Linked DNA regions of Zea mays: region 2 is linked to region 1. The links are chromatin contacts, called in public Hi-C maps. All regions are on one chromosome and are shown on one strand. The core of a region is the stretch at or near the end of the contact, and the rest is flanking DNA. Distances in the headings are between cores, read along the strand shown.

What was found. A called contact is a pair of places that touch in the nucleus more often than the background predicts.
Region 2: a Hi-C map of leaf shows a contact between it and region 1, with 5 times the contacts expected there. The contact joins two enhancer-like sites. A contact is called at or near these places in 2 of 25 Hi-C or Micro-C datasets (ear and leaf).

The regions. Positions count from the first base shown.
Region 1 is chr10:29,814,788-29,817,519 of Zm-B73-REFERENCE-NAM-5.0, reverse strand. No RefSeq gene overlaps it. Among protein-coding and RNA genes, the nearest start is that of LOC103640988, 52 kb to the right of the region's middle. Within about 2 kb of position 1,394, at least 7 of the 20 cell types and tissues checked have an H3K27ac peak or open chromatin away from gene starts, as enhancers often do. A contact at or near this core is called in leaf, where this site is marked.
Region 2 is chr10:29,972,801-29,975,532 of Zm-B73-REFERENCE-NAM-5.0, reverse strand. No RefSeq gene overlaps it. Among protein-coding and RNA genes, the nearest start is that of LOC100279532, 15 kb to the left of the region's middle. Within about 2 kb of position 1,397, at least 9 of the 20 cell types and tissues checked have an H3K27ac peak or open chromatin away from gene starts, as enhancers often do. A contact at or near this core is called in leaf, where this site is marked.

The DNA of each region.
Region 1 (2,732 bases), core at 145-2,644:
GGAGCTCTCTATTGCTTTATCCATAGGGTTATAGGTTATGATCATTATAACACAATTATAGAGCTAAATGAGGAGTATAAGTTTGATTAAGACACTTAGCCCTAAAGCTATTTGGAACCTAGAGAAAAGCTGGTCTAAAGTAGATCTGTCTGAAAGTGTGGATTTCAGACTTAGTGAAATTCAGTCTGAATTTCAGTAATTTGGGCAAGCTTTGCACCTCTGTAGTTTGGAATCTATGAGGGTTTAGATATGGGTCACTATGTCAAAGTTGTAGAGGAACTATAGGAGTATAAACTTTATTAAGCAACTGGCCCCTAAAAACATTTGAAACCCAGGAAAAAAGAGTGGTTCCAAGTGGTGCTGCTGTATTTCTGAATTTTCATATTTAAAACAGTAACTAGAACTGAGTTCAGTGTTTGATAGCAGTTTTGGGAGCTTGTTTGTCACTAATCCCTAAGGATTTGGGCTGAGAGGTCCATAAATGGATTGAAGACCATCTGTTGATGAATAACTTTCCTTAAGTGAGCTTGACATGACCCCATACAAAAATTGGAGTAAAACTTGCCCAAAAATGTCAGTGTGCACAAACTGAATTTTTGTGCAGATCACTGAAACATAAATTTACAGTTTGGTGCTCTGTTTGGAGCTCTATTGTGCCAAATCTTGGTAGTTTTGGACGAAGAACTTTATAGAAAAATGGAAGACCATATCTAGGAGAACAAACGTATTTAAGAAGTGTTGGGTTGGTGCTACACAAATTTGGGAGAGAAGTTAGTTCCAAGATGGGCTGTCAAGTTGCTTTGACTGAAATTTTGTTCAGTTTCTGAAACCTGAAATTCAGTGGATGGTGCCTAGTTTGGAGCTCTTTTGTGACCGGTTCCTAAGGTTTTGGACTATAGAATGTGTAGAGAAATTGAAGGTCTTATATTAGGAGACAAGTTTCTTATGGTGAGTAGGCCTAGTGCTGTGCAAAAATTTGGAGTAAAAGGTACCCAAAACCCTTTCTGTCAGACATATAAAGTCAATAGATGTTTCAGTTAGCTGAAACCAGAATCCAGTGAATGGGGCTCACTTTGAGCATTTGTAACTTCTGTTCTGCATATTTTTAACCTTCGATTTTTGTATAGATTGTGTTAAGGGCAGTGAGTTGCTATAAGAAGGATGGAGTATTAGGACCCTGAAATGCCTCTGTTAGTCCAGTGGGTCGAAGTTCAGTTGGTTCAGTATTGGGGCATGTGTTTGAAGAACATTCCAGTCACTGTGACGCTTTGTTGTTTCTGTCAAAGGGAGTATGAGGGGTGTTAGCACTTTATGAAAGGATGAGCTTGGACTTCAAATATCTGGGACCAAAGAGTTCAAACCTTATCCCAACTGCTGACTCAGTTATTGCTGTGCTGCTCTATCAAAACACCGCTGTTTTTTTTTTCAGTTTCTCCTCGCTGTAGCTTGCCCTTACGTGGGCGTGGATGCCTGGGCCACGTGCTCAGGTCCATGCAAACTTTAGCCATAACCTGTAGATGTCGAGATAGTAATGGATGTTAGAGCTGCTTCGGTTTATACCTTGCTGTGGTTGCCAAGGCAAAAGGGTGTTTCTCTTTCCCCTCGACTTGTGCTTCTTAGCTAGGTCCGGCTAGAGTTTTACCGTCCCTGTTTCTACGCCGTAGTAGCTTGGTCACGCAGTTCTTTCAGTCTAAACCCACCCCTTGTCGCCGTTGCCTTCCAAATCTAGTGACCACGCCGGCCGTCGCTCTACCCGAGGCCAGGATCCTTGATCGGGAACGGGGAACTTGCCGCCAGACCACGTCGCCGCAGATCGACGTCATAGACAGCCTCATCTCCAGCCGTTCAAACCACGTGTTCGGTGTTCCCCGAGTGATTTCGTGCACGCAACAGGAATTTGGTGAGTCTCTAATGCTCCCCGTGTACTTGGGAGAGGATTTACTGCGGAGATGTCTCGGGATCGGGTTCGCAGTCTAGGATATCGCCGGTAACGTGGCTGGAACTTTGTAAAAGAGTGGAATCCGAGGGACTTAAGTGAATCTGTCGGTGAGTAAGATAACAGTGGAAAGGGCCGATGTGGATTAGTTTGAGCGCGAAGGTCCTTTTTGCAAGATATGTGATGAGGGCGCGGGCTATTCGTTGTGGGCCAACTCTTTCTGTTACTGGGTCGGCTGGGCTAGGTTTTGGCCTAGTACTGTACTCAGTTTTATCGTTTTTTTATTAGCAAACTTGTAAATTGAGCTAAAAATCATAGAAAAATGATAAATTAATGGGACAAATTTTGTTGGACGTCTAATTTCATGACCTCTCTCGTAAAGTTGGTTTTAGGTTTTTTAGATTAATTAGCAAATTCTAAGTGAATTTAAGGTGCTCTTGGGAGGCCTATATTAATTTTATAAATAAGAGGATAACACCAAAAATTTTGAAATTTTTTTGGAGAGACTTGTTATCAGAAGTTAAAACTGTGGGCAAAAATTTGGAACTCGTTGGATGTGATTTGCTTAGTAAACTAATTATTGTCCAAAAAGAAAATGACTTCACCTATGGAATGAGGGCGGCTAATAGTTTAGTGAAGTGATGAAGTTGCTTAAAAAGCTTTAAGCTTTTGGATGAGATCTAAGATAGGTTAGTTCTCTGGTTTGTCTAAGTAATTCAATTTGGTCATTTTTAGCAAGTGTTGGTGATGTAGAACCATGTGTATGCTTGTCTTGTGTTTTAGTTTGTGGTGTTTA
Region 2 (2,732 bases), core at 148-2,647, 160 kb before region 1:
CGACGTCCTCTTACTTCCGTAAGGGGGCTGAGAGCCGCCGTCGTCATAGAGCGTGCGGGGCGCCATCATTACTTGTCTGGCGGAGTGAGCCAGATGGGACGCCGGTCTTGTTCCCCGTAGCCTGAGTCAGCTTGGGGTAGGGTAATGATGGCGCCTCCTGTTGACGTGGTCGGTCTATGCCCTGGGTTGGGCGATGTGGATGCTCCTCCGAGGTCGAGGTCGAGTCTGTCTTCCGAGGCTGAGGTCGAGTCCGAGCCCCTGGGTCGGGCGAGGCGGAGACCGTCGGCTGAGGCCAGGGCTGAGTCCGAGCCCTGAGGTCGGGCGAAGCGGAGTTCGTCGTCTTCCGGGGCTGAGCCCGAGTCCGAGCCCTGGGGTTGGGCGAAGCGGAGTTCGTCGTCTTCCGGGGCTGAGCCCGAGTCCGAGCCCTGGGGTCGGGCGAAGCAGAGTTTCCTATGGCGCCTGAGGCCGGACTTGGCTGCTGTCAGCCGCACTCTGTCGAGTGGCACAGCAGTCGGAGCGGCGCAGGCGGCGCTGTCCTCTTGTCAGATCGGTCAGTGGAGCGGCGAAGTGACTACGGTCACTTCGGCTCTGTCGACTGGAGGGCGTGCGTCAGGATAAAGGTGTCAGGCCACCTTTGCATTAAATGCCCCTGCGATTTGGTCGGTTGGCGTGGCGATTTGGCCAAGGTTGCTTCTTGGCGAAGACTGGGCCTCGGGCGAGCCGAAGGTGTGTCCGTTGCTGGAGGGGGTCCTCGGGCGAGACGTAAATCCTCCGGAGTCGGCTGCCCTTGCCCGAGGCTGGGCTCGGGCGAGGCGTGATCGCGTCCCTCGAATGGACCGATCCTTGACTTAGTCGCACCCATCAGGCCTTTGCAGCTTTGTGCTGATGCGGGTTACCAGCTGAGATTTAGGAGTCTTGAGGGTACCCCTAATTATGGTCCCCGACAAAACTCGATTCACTAAGATCCTGTTTGGAAACAATCCAATTTTTAAGAAAACAGTTTTTATTTTTTAGCTAGAATAGGCTAGATTCTTGATTTTTAAAAAACTGTGAATCTAATTTTATAAACTGAGACATAAACTGATACGTTCGGAACCACATCAATTTTTATAAATCAGTTTCTTCAAAAATTGGATAGTCTCGAAGAGACCCTTTATTGTGTCCGTTTGATGAGAGGAGGGCGAAAGCATTTATTAGGCTCTTATACGGTACATAGGGCTTGTTTAGTTCGTTGCTAACTGCACACACTTTATCTAAGATTAGTTGTTTGAATTGAAGAACTAACCTTAGTTATAAAAGTTAGGCAAAGTATGCCCATAGACTCTTATACGGTACATTTATTAGGCTGGCCTAACGTGGATCGATAGCGACAGGTGACGTGGTCTGGCATACCACCGTAGTTATCGACCGCATTATTAGTGGCATCCATAGCTTCTGTCGATCCGTGGGTAGAGCTTGGGTGGGTACCGATTGATACTTACCGTCAATAATGACTATTATATTGGACCATTGGACCAGTAGCGATTATCTAACTTCAATATTGTTGATTTTGATTGATATGTTCAGTCGATATTGATCTGAAAATCAGTAGTGGTCGGCATTTTAGGTAAAGCACCTATTCGTTGCATGCATTTGTTTTGAAACGTTTGAAGTCCAAAAACTAAAAAAGGCTAAAATTTTAAATAATTATAAAATTCAGTTTATAAATAGAGGGTGTTTATGTTCATTCCCACCACATTCAACCATCTTTCTTTATTGTAGCCTCCCACAGTCCCACTTTCTATATAGCGCTCCTCCGTATAGATTGTATGATGCTCCTCCATATGGTGCTCCTTCTTCATTTTTCTCTTGTTTGGTTATCCTTCCTCACATGATACTCCTTCGTATGGTGCTCTTCCTGTACTTTGTTCTCCTACATCCACGATAATGCCTCTAAGTAGTGACAGTGATGACGTTTCAATCCAAACCGCTTGCTCTAATGCTCCACAATTCCAATGTCATAGAGACTGGATGACAAAAGGAGGATGAAAAGCTGGTAAGTACGCATATATATTTTTTGAAGTCCACATAATTGTTAGGTCAATAATGGTTTTTAGTTTATTTTCTAGTTCTAAATGTGGCTACTACACTTAATGTACCCTATTACTGATGGAAATAGTAAGAAGAGATCGATGTTCTAGGGACAAATAGCCAAACACATACAACTCACCACAAAAGCTCATTGCCACCACATCTCAAGCAGTTGAAAGATTAGTGGTCCATAAGCCACCAAAAGATCACCCTATTTAACAACATCTACAACTTCTTATACGTGGCTCGACCGAGTGGAGCAGATGATTCTATGTTGCTTGAAAAAGCTAAGACTTTTTGTAAGAAGCCCTGAGAAATCGAGTTGAATCTAGAGCACATGTGGCGTGCTCATCGCCAACAACCCAAGATGTACATGAAGTACACTGATGGGAGTTAAAATCTGTTCCAACTTGGACGGTGAGCATAGCGCATTGTCACATGAAAGTGTAGATGAACTATGCTCTATTGACCGTGATAGGGAAAAAGTTCAATGGAAGGGGAAGGGCCTAACAACATGTAACAATGAGTCCCCATCCACATCTAAGCAGAAAGGAATATTAAAGAAGCTTCCATAGGGTTAGTGAGAGGATTGACGAAACTAAATTATTTGAGCAATTTAACAAATTGCTAGAGCGTTTCGCCGCGGACATGGGCAAAGACAA